Linked DNA regions of Mus musculus: all the other regions are linked to region 1. The links are chromatin contacts, called in public HiChIP or PLAC-seq and promoter capture Hi-C maps. All regions are on one chromosome and are shown on one strand. The core of a region is the stretch at or near the end of the contact, and the rest is flanking DNA. Distances in the headings are between cores, read along the strand shown. Region 1 holds the start of Slc16a13 (solute carrier family 16 (monocarboxylic acid transporters), member 13). Region 2 holds the start of Camta2 (calmodulin binding transcription activator 2). Region 3 holds the start of Tmem95 (transmembrane protein 95).

The links. Promoter capture Hi-C pulls out the DNA fragments that hold promoters and counts their contacts. HiChIP or PLAC-seq counts read pairs in DNA pulled down with a chosen protein or histone mark.
Region 2: an H3K4me3 HiChIP or PLAC-seq map of forebrain shows a contact between it and region 1, with 2.7 times the contacts expected there. The contact joins the promoter of Camta2 here to the promoter of Slc16a13 in region 1. A contact is called at or near these places in 7 of 39 promoter capture datasets (cranial neural crest, embryonic stem cells, hippocampal neurons and 3 more), 7 of 115 datasets of contacts at active chromatin or transcription factors (SST interneurons, embryonic forebrain, embryonic stem cells and 3 more) and 2 of 9 other capture datasets (adipose tissue and liver).
Region 3: a promoter capture Hi-C map of liver shows a contact between it and region 1, with 2.2 times the contacts expected there. The contact joins the promoter of Tmem95 here to the promoter of Slc16a13 in region 1. A contact is called at or near these places in 7 of 39 promoter capture datasets (the 3T3-L1 cell line, 3T3-L1-derived adipocytes, cranial neural crest and 2 more), 1 of 15 datasets of contacts at CTCF or cohesin (large pre-B cells), 19 of 484 Hi-C or Micro-C datasets (B cells, CD4 T cells, CD8 T cells and 11 more) and 5 of 115 datasets of contacts at active chromatin or transcription factors (bone marrow-derived macrophages, embryonic stem cells, extraembryonic endoderm stem cells and 1 more).

The regions. Positions count from the first base shown.
Region 1 is chr11:70,219,456-70,222,584 of GRCm38.p6, forward strand. Slc16a13 (solute carrier family 16 (monocarboxylic acid transporters), member 13) reads right to left here and starts at 1,539. Exons shown (of 4, transcript NM_172371.3): 1 at 1,024-1,539; 2 at 740-883. The coding sequence starts at 1,222.
Region 2 is chr11:70,686,677-70,689,805 of GRCm38.p6, forward strand. It overlaps Camta2 (calmodulin binding transcription activator 2), which reads right to left and starts at 1,429. Exons shown (of 23, transcript NM_001190376.1): 1 at 1,210-1,429. It overlaps Inca1 (inhibitor of CDK, cyclin A1 interacting protein 1), which reads right to left. Exons shown (of 7, transcript NM_001252484.1): 5 at 3,070-3,129; 6 at 2,309-2,468; 7 at 1,685-2,073. The coding sequence ends at 1,930.
Region 3 is chr11:69,876,554-69,879,682 of GRCm38.p6, forward strand. Tmem95 (transmembrane protein 95) reads right to left here and starts at 1,502. Exons shown (of 7, transcript NM_001195710.2): 1 at 1,294-1,502; 2 at 987-1,043; 3 at 746-826; 4 at 628-648; 5 at 408-488; 6 at 234-321; 7 at 1-161. The coding sequence starts at 1,465. The coding sequence ends at 131. It overlaps Kctd11 (potassium channel tetramerisation domain containing 11), which reads right to left. Exons shown (of 1, transcript NM_153143.4): 1 at 1,711-3,129. The coding sequence ends at 2,959.

The sequences.
Region 1 (3,129 bases), core at 289-2,788:
AGTGCTGGGTTTTAACACTTTCTAGCTGTGTGACTTTGTGTGTTCTGCTTACTCTCCCAGGCTCAACCACCTCATCTGCAAAATGGGGTTAACACACCTTATAACAGTGGGTCCTGACCTTCCTAATGTTTTGACTCTTCAATACATGTTGTGGTGACCCTCCTCCCCCAAACCAGAAGATTATTTTCATTACTACTTCCTAACTGTATTTTTTCTACTGTTACGAATCGTAATGAAAATATCTGAAGTCAGAGCATCTGCTATGTGACCACCCCCCCCCCCCATGAAAGAATTGAGCAACTCTCCCAACGGGATCGCTACCTACGTGTTGAGAACCGCTGCTCTATGGGATCTGGGAAGACAAAAGATAGTGTTCCTAAAGTACCTAACACAGAACTTTGGAATAAGAGCCCCATCTCTACTGTTTTTGGCTACATTAATCTTCCATTGCCCGGGTATGTAAGCATCGAAAGCGTCACTATTAATTTTTTAAGTAAGCAATGATATCTATTTCGGTCTCTACCTAGCGCAATCTTAATAACAACCTCCCTTCTACCCTCCAGTCCGATGGGTTTGGGCTTGTGTTTTCTGGATTATCTCTGACTTAGTCATTCAGTTTAAGAATTCCCTTCAGGGCATAGGTTCTCCCTGAGCCTTTTTGGAAAGAGGTGGAAGAAGGTGAAAAACCCAGAAGCTTGAGATACAGGCCTTAGACTTCTGCCCTTGCCCAGGGTCTCACCTGACAGCAGCCCAATACTCAGGTATAGGTGGGTCAAGGAGGTAGCAAATGAAGCAAGCAGCATCCCCAGCGCAGCCAAGATGCCCCCAGTCATCACCACAGGCCTGGGCCCCAGCTTCGTGCTCAGGGCACTGCCTATTGGGCCTAGGGAATTGGAATGGGTTCTGCGAGGTGGTCTCCGCCACCCTCCCTCAGCATCCTCCCGACCCTTTCCCCTTTCTGGTCCCCAAATTCCCTCTTTTCTCCGAGGGTGGCAGGCCACCGCACCCGGACGCCGCACTCACTCCCAAACTGCTGCACCGCGATCCCTATGGAAGCGATCCAGGAGACTCTGGCTGCCTGCTCCTCAAACGCCGCCACAAATTCCACGAAGAAGACACCGAAGGAACGGAGTACCCCAAACACGAGCGCCGACTGGAAGAACGCTGAGAGCACCACCATCCATCCCCAGCCCCCGTCGGGGGGCTCAGCCCTGCGCACCATTCCGAAAGGAACAAAGGGGCAACTCCTAAGAGCCCCTGCCTGATCTGGGCTTTAAATCGCTCACTTTGGCCCTCCCACCTACCCTGCAGGACGCTCAGCGCTAAGCTGGGGCTGGTAGCTAGGAAGTTACTGATAAAGCATGTGGCGCCTGCGCCTTTCCCCAAGAGGAAGGAGGCCCTATAAACCGGGACCTGCCACCGACACAGGGCCGGGTTAGACCGCAGCTGAGATCCAGACTCCAGCCAGATGATTTCTTTAGTGGTCAGAAAATAAAACCAGGTTCGGGCCACAACCCTAACGAGAGGTAGTCTGGTTGTGGATTATGTTATCTTTGAGGATTTAACACCTGCCTAAGTGGGCCAACATCCAACACTTGGTTCGCCAATTAGGATGCAGGTCTCCAGAGCAGGGGGTGGATCTGGAGGGGCTGGGCGGGGTTTACAGCATTGTTCAGGACCTGCAGTGAGAGAGGGGCGCATGCGTAGGGAGGGGCATGAGGAAGATAGGTCCCACGTGACAAGGGACCTAACCCTGAGGGTTCTGCGGTTCTGCAATCACATTTCCAGACTTGCATCAAAGGGCTGGTTGTGGATAAACTGGTCCTGGCCAGGCAGAAACTCACTTGCTTAGTGAGGGATCCAAAAATTGCCATGCAGCGTGGGTATGAAGGGACAGGTTATGAGGTAAGAGTCAAACTGACAGAGCACCTGGGACGACTAGAAAAGCCCTGAAAATTCTAGACGGCTGAGCCGAGGGCGGCGGAGGAAGAGGGAAGACAGGAACGCGCAGACTGTGATCCTAGCTGCTCGGGAGGCAGAGGCAAGCTCATGGTCAACGTGGGCAATTTAGCTAGACTCCGTCTCAATTTTGTTTTTCTTTGTGTTTTTGTTTTTTACATAATTAAAAGGGGGGTTACAGGACCCATTGAACTGGTCCTGGTTCAATTCCCAGTATTGCTGTTATAAAGCGGGGAGGCGGGGAACGAGGACCGGTGACGACCCGGAGTCCTGGCATTCGTTTCTGTAATGAGAATTATTTTCCTGCCGTTTCCGACCCCACTAGCAGGAAACTAGCAGGTCACTGAGACCAAAAATAACTGAGAAGAGGAAGGGCGGCTGTCACACCACCAGAGTCCCCCATTACCACCTACTTTTTCCTCAGCAGTGCTGGAAGCTTTCTCTTAGCCTTCTAGTACTGGCCACTTCCTAACCAGTTGTTTTGTTTTTTATCTTATGCTGAACACCTTGAGAGAGGCAAGCTATGACCCTGGTCTCTGGAGCAGTCAGCCTCTTATCTAACCAGAGCTCTAGAGGCACTGCCCCCTCACCTCCTGAGAGCAAAGACTTGGGCTTTTCTTTTATGGTACCTCAGGCTCCCCAGGACTCTGACCTTTGAAACCTTGGGCTGGGAATTCATATGCAGAACAATGGGGAAAGAGGCAAACGAGAGGGGGATGGTATAAGAAGTTATGCTTTTAAGAAATCACACTGTAGGGGCTGGAGGGATGGCTCAGCAGTTAAGAGCACTTGCTGTTGTTCTTTCAGAGGAACAAGGTTCAGGTCTTGTCAGCTCCCGCACTGTTCCAGGGGATCTGACACCTTCTTCTGGCCTCCACAGGCATGTACCCATCTGGGTCACTTAAATACATGTAGGCAAAACACTACACATAAGGCCTGTCTGCAACCCCAGCTATTGAGACCGGGCTAAGAGGGTAGCAAGCTTAAGGCATGCTGGGACTTCAGACTGAGGTAAAGGCTAATCTGGGCAATTTAGTGAGATCCGATCTTAAGGAACTTGGCTGTGTTGGCATGTTCCTGTTACTCTGGTGCTTAGGAGGCAGAGTCGAGTTTGAAACCAGCCTGAGCTACATACAAGACTGCCTCAGAAGCCCAAAGAGGGGCTAGAGC
Region 2 (3,129 bases), core at 179-2,678, 470 kb after region 1:
GGGGGATGCTCACAGTGCTGGAGCATTCCCTAGGGCAGGAAGCTGGATCCTGCATGTCTAACCTAGATTCTCACAGGCCCTGACCGACCTGAGAGAGAGTAGGTGAGGTCAGTTAGTAGATCTATTTCTCCACGGAAAAATCAAACAGAAAAAAGAACTCAGGGTACGTTTAGGAAGGGAGAGCAAGGCTAGAGGGAAGGGTAGGCAAGTTGTGAGAGCTGGGGCTCTGGTCCTAGGAGGAGGATGGCTTGGCAAGAAAACCTGGATGCTGAAGGAAAGCAGATCTAAGTCCAAGTCCGGTAACAAGCTGGGCCTTTGAAGACACACCCCAATTTCCTTCTCTCTCTGACTTTTTCTAAGAGGAAGGGTAGAGCTGATAACTGACCTCATGTGCTCTCTCTCAGGTTGGTCAGGGGCTGGGAGAATTTGGAATAGACATGTTGGAGTAAGCTTCCGGGTGGGACATGCCGGCTTCCTCTTTGCAGCTAGAATTCTACTTCACCCTAACACTCCTATTTCCCCAACCTCTGCTTCTTCTCTGGCTCCCAGCCTACCATATCCCCTCTACTGCTCTGGCTCCAGCCTGAGCCTCCGCCCTCTTGAGGAACAGATGGGAGCTGGAGGAGGCTCTCTGCGCGGGTTCTGCCAGGTGTCCGGGGATGGAGAGGGGGTGGAAGCCCATTCAGGATCGGATCGGAGGTGTGCAGAGAGGCTAGGGTTGGGATAAAAAGTCCACCCCAGGGTGCAGGTGCGCAGCTCTGGCTAGGCAGTTTGCCAGGGTGCAGAGCTGGAGCCGGATGAGACTGCGGGCCTGAGAGCGGTGGTCTAAGACTGTCGCCGGGGGTGGGATGCTCTCCCCAAAGGGGGCAGGGGTCCTGGGAGAACCCCGGAGGTGGGAGGGGGTCCCGCCCGCAAACCCGGATGTTCTGGAGAAGCAGCTGAGCAGAGTTCATGAACACCTGGCAGCAAGGGGCAGTGCGGGAGACCGGGGAGGGGGTCTGGGGACTCTCCCCGCACTCTCTGATCCGTGAAGGGGCCCTGCGCCTAGCGGCGCCCCCTGGCGCGGGGAAAGAGGACGGAAGCGGTGAGGTGGGGGCAAACGGGGTGGAGGGACGGTGGTCCCCAGCGCCGCGCTCCACACCCGGGCCGCGTGGAGCTGCGCCCCCTGGCGCGGGGGCGGAGAGGCGGGCTAGAGGCCCTGGCTCTTACCTCCCGGGGTCCCGCGGGTGACGGCGGCAGCGGCCATTCTACCCCAAACCGACCCCCCCTAGCGCCGGCTGACAGCGGCGTTCGACGTCAGTGCGCACGGGGCGGGGCCTCCCAATTAAGGGAACGGGGGTCGGGAAGGGAACCTGGGGTCAGCACACTTGGGACTCTGGGCCAGTCTACGAGACGCGCTGCTGGACCGTCCCTAAAGAGGCAATAGCGCTGAGGAGAACCGGGATCCGGAGGCGGAAGCTCGGCCGATTGACGTGACTTGTGGGCGCAGGAGGATGGGGCGTGGGCAGAGGTCCAGGGCCAGAGCCCTGGAGGCAAAGGAGAGTGCTTGAGAATGCAGAATTCTTCTGGCCTCGGGCGAGACTCGGCAAATTTAGGGACCTAGCCTAACTTCATTGTCCTGAATCCTCAAAAAAATCAACGGAGTCCGCCTTTTCATTCCCCTTCCATCACTACCTCGCACAGAAACAAGACTATTTGGTGCTCTTTAATAACAGAACAGAGAGAACACAAGACCAGGTTCTGGCCTAGAGAAAAACCCGGCTGCGAGTGTACTGGGCAGTTAGATAGGAACTCAAGTGGGCTGTGAATGCCTACGCTATGGGATGGAGACAACAGAGATAGAAAACATCCGCTCTGAAGCCAGCACTAGGGAGTCCTGATGTTTGAATTGATCTTGGGTCCCGTAGCTTGGGCCTGGATGATTTCCCACTACTCCTCAGACTCCAACTCCATCGCCTGGGGATCGTAAACGGGGTTCTTTCTGGCTGTAGCAGTGCTGTAGGTCAAAGAGCTTAGCTGCCCAGAGGCATAAGTCCCCTGCTGGCCTACAGGAGTCCAGGGAGTCCAAAGCAGCTGTAGGTGAGAGCAATTGAGAGCAAGGGGATAAGAAAAGCAAGAATGGAAAAACAGGACTCTCTCCAGATTTCTTAATTGCCAAATTCAGGCACATACCCTCAAAAGCTCAGTTTCTTGACCACTTTTCGTCCTTAAACCAGCTATCCTACCTGGCTCTTGGCTTCTGCCACATCCCCATTTGATTATGAATTGACTTCCTCCCTAACCTTACTGTGTTCCTCTCCAGTTTTACCTGATCTCTGGGAGTGACAGAATAAGTCTCTTTCTGTGGATAGGTTGCCCTCTCTTCTTCCACGTCAAAGTATTTTGTAGTGCTTAGGAGTTCAAAGCCCTCTTCAAGTGCTGGAAGTTCAGGTGTAGCATCAGAGCTGCCCCACTGGGCCCTCTTCAGTCTGTGGAGACATTAGATGGAGGAGACTAGTGCCTGGAGGTCAGTCTTCCAGTCTCTTCATCCCTCACCCCTGGCCTGAAGCACTTCTTGCTGAGAATCACAGGTGCTACCACTGACCTTCAATTCACCCCAACTTTTTGTTCTTCACAGACAAGAATTTTTGATCCAGGGGCCAAACAGTGACCCCCAATTAACGATGTGCTTTCTTGTAATCATGGGCCATGTCACGCCTTCCAGCTTATATGACTTCCATCCCTCAATTGCTTCTTTCCATACTATAGAAATCATGTTTGAGAGTCAGCAAGGTGACTTAGCAGGTAAAGGTATTGGCCACCAAGCCTGATGACCTAAGTCAGGACCCAAATGATGGAAGGAGAGAGCCAGTTCCCATAAATTGTCCTCTGACCTCCACACACATGTTGTGGCATGCACTATATAAGTATATACATAATTAAATGCAAAAAAATAAAGAAATTATATTTCAGTTACACCAAGGACATGGTTCCTTTGTAAGTGCCAATGAATTCTCTTAAAGCTCTTAACTATGCTGCCTCTCTCTAATCCCTGCTTGGCTTGCAGAGGCCCATGCCACGCCTCCTTACTCATTGATGATTCCCTGGCGCCTTCTCAGGTCCTCCAGATGATAAGTAACTGCTCTAACT
Region 3 (3,129 bases), core at 252-2,751, 340 kb before region 1:
AAGTCTGAGGTTTAGGGTCTGAAAGACTGAGGCTTTGGGGCTGGGTCTAAAAAGTGTTCCCACCCTAAGGGATGTGGAAATTGTGGGCACAGATTTCTTAGAGCTGGGGCTGGAAAAGCTGTCCTCCTCTTCACAAGTCTTTTGCTTGCAGGTTCAGGTACCTGAAAGGAGACAGAGGATGGGAGGCCTGAAGAGAATCAGGGAAGGGGGTTGGGAAGATCCCCACAACTCACTCCACTTGGAGGCTCACAACACCCGAAAGCAGGACAATTCCGAAGATACATAGGAGCAGAATCCTAGCGTCCCACAGATCGTGACTGTCTGCAAGGAACCCAGGAGACCGTGGATGATCCTGTGGATCACACCAGGGAACCTAGGGGGCCTTAGGAGGGTGAGGATTAAAGAACCTGGGTAGCAGTGCTTTTGGGGCCAACAAGACTCCTCCTTGCCCTCGCAGGTGGAGCAGTTGTACAGGATGGTGCTGCCCCCTGCAGGAGACAATAGGAGCAGCGCTGGCAAGCGAAGCCACCGCCTCCAACCCCTTCCTCCCAGCCGCCCAAGCTCCTCAGGCCGTCGCCCTACTCTCTTCGCTCCCCAGGGGGCTCCACGGCCTTTTCTTTTACTCACGGCAGACAGGAGCACAAAGAGCTGCAATGAAAAGCAAGGAGCAGTGGCTGACTTGTTCAGTCATGCCCCACGGGGCTACAAATCCTAGGCGTCTCCTTGGTACCCTCCCCATCAATACCTTCCCTGGTGTACTGGGGGATCCTGGTCTTCTGAAGCCATTGCCAGTATAATGGAATCAAGGAGGTGGATCCTTTTTTCTCTGGAGAGGCACAGCACAGCTATATTGCCCTAGACCTCATCGGAGCTGCCTTCCAGGCCCCCTCCCAGATCGGTCCCTCTCTTCACCTCCCCTCCCCCCATATCCCGTCTCGTCTTGGGTCTTCCTAAGTCTCAAAGTGTCCGTTTTCTCCAGACCTCACCTATGACTCTCAGGACTCGGTGAGTTTTCTCTGTGACTTGCTTCATTGAGACCTCATCTGTGGAGATGGACAAGAAGGAGCTAGAGTAGGCTCTAGAGTTTTGGGGGGTTTTGTGTTGTCTTTTGTTTTTTTGTTTTCCTATTTCCTAGGGCACAGAGTTCTTCCAAAGAGAGAGAGAGGCTAGTGTGTCCAGAAAGGGCTATGGACTGAAGCAATGGCTGAGATGCACAGCTAGGAGCTCGGGCGCCAGCCCCCTTAGGATCCAGTGGTGACTATTGCTGAGCTAACCTTGCATATCTGATATTACCTAAGGCAAAGGCCGAGAAATCTGGGGAAGCCCATTCCTTCCATTTCCACTTCGGCTTCGTCTGGTTATTGAGCTGAGCCAGGCGGTTTGCCAAGGCATGATCTTGGAGACGACAGAAGATACAAGCCTTGGCCACGGCCAAGAAAGCCCCACCCAGAGCCAGCACCCACATGAAGCCTGCTGGGGTATGGAAGGAGTTGGACCCCCTCAGACCAGGGAAGAGTCAGAATTCTCTGAGATCCAGATTCTGACCCTTCATGTCGGAGGTTCTAGACTGATCCAGAACAATGCCATTGTCTTACCCCTCGGCTCCGGTAGAGCCACCCCTGGGCCCCCAAGAACTGGAGGCTAAAACGTATCTCTAGGACGGATAAATCAGGGTTTCTGTTGCAAGGGGATAGTGGCCTTTACACGTCATGGTTCTGAAAGCAATTTATTTTTCTTCTTGTAAGTCACAGTGATAGATGAATGACTCCACCCAATGATGACCATGTTTATGTGTGTATCCCATCCGCCCAGGAACCCAGAAATGCTATCCTTCCCACACCCTCCCCGACTCTCCCAACTCTAGCTCCTGGCTGCCCAGGACAGCCTTAGGCCTTCCTTACCCAGCTATTTCCTAGCAACAGGCTCATGGTTGTCTCAGCAACCAAGAGCTCCCAGAGGTCTCAGAGGCCCAGCTAAGCCCAGAGGCTTTTACCTCTCATAGGAAGGGCCTAGTGTGACTCAAACTCAAACAAGGCCCTCCTGCCTACGTGGCAGCGCAGGCATAAACACACATGCAAACACACACACACACACACACACACATACACACACACCCTATGATTAAACTAAATCTGAATCTGCTTTTACACATACCACAGAAGTACCTGAGCCTGGAGAGTTTCTAAGCAACCCCAAACAGGCCTGGACAGGCCAAGATCACAGAAGGACCAATACACAAGCACAGGAGTCAGCAACACTGATGGGAACCAAGACAGCAGGGAGCCAGGCAGCATCAGATCTATTGACTGGCAGGCGCACACACATGAAAGAGGCCTCTGGACACCATGGTCCAGCCCCACTTCCATACAGGATCCTCTGGAATTCCAGAAGGGAGCTCTAGCCCCCGTGTTGATGGAGGTTCTCCTTGCTCCCTATGTCACCCTAGGATGGAGTGTCCCACAATAGGTGGCTTGGAACATAGTAAAGAAACCTCCCAGAGAGTCCTGGCCTCTTAATGGTTACTGTAGGATAAGATGTCAGCTCCAGTAAAGGAAACCACAGTCTAGGGAGCAGGTTACATTTGATAAGTCAAAGTCCTCCCACCTAGTGCTCAACCCGCCAGAGCTCTGCTAGGTTTAGCCTGGGCAAAGAGGTGCTATCTTACTTTGCCACACTTCTGAATACAGAGGACCCATCCTCAAGCAAAAACAGGCTAGAGAATCCACGATGCTTTCCCAGGATAAGCCCCCGCGTAGACCTTCTGGACCATTCGTGAGTCTTGTGGGGTGGAAGGGGGCAGCTCGATCTGGGAACCCCAGCTCTAGGCTCTGGCCAGGTATGGTGGAATCCCTGACTTTCATAGCTACCACACCAGTACTAGAAAGAGGTTTTAGAAGAGCCACAGGCCCCTTGGCTGACTCATCCCCCTCCTCTGCAGTCAAGTGGAGGGCAGCACCCTCAGTGGCGCACAAAGCGCAAGGATCTAGAGTTCAGAAGGTCTTCAGGGTCTGGGAAGACAGAGTCCAGGCGGAAGCCATGTTCCAGAGCCACCCGTAGCACCTCCTCCAGGAATGTAGGCGTGTTCGCTACCTCCCGACGATCTTCTGGCCCCCCAGTCCACAGTGGCTG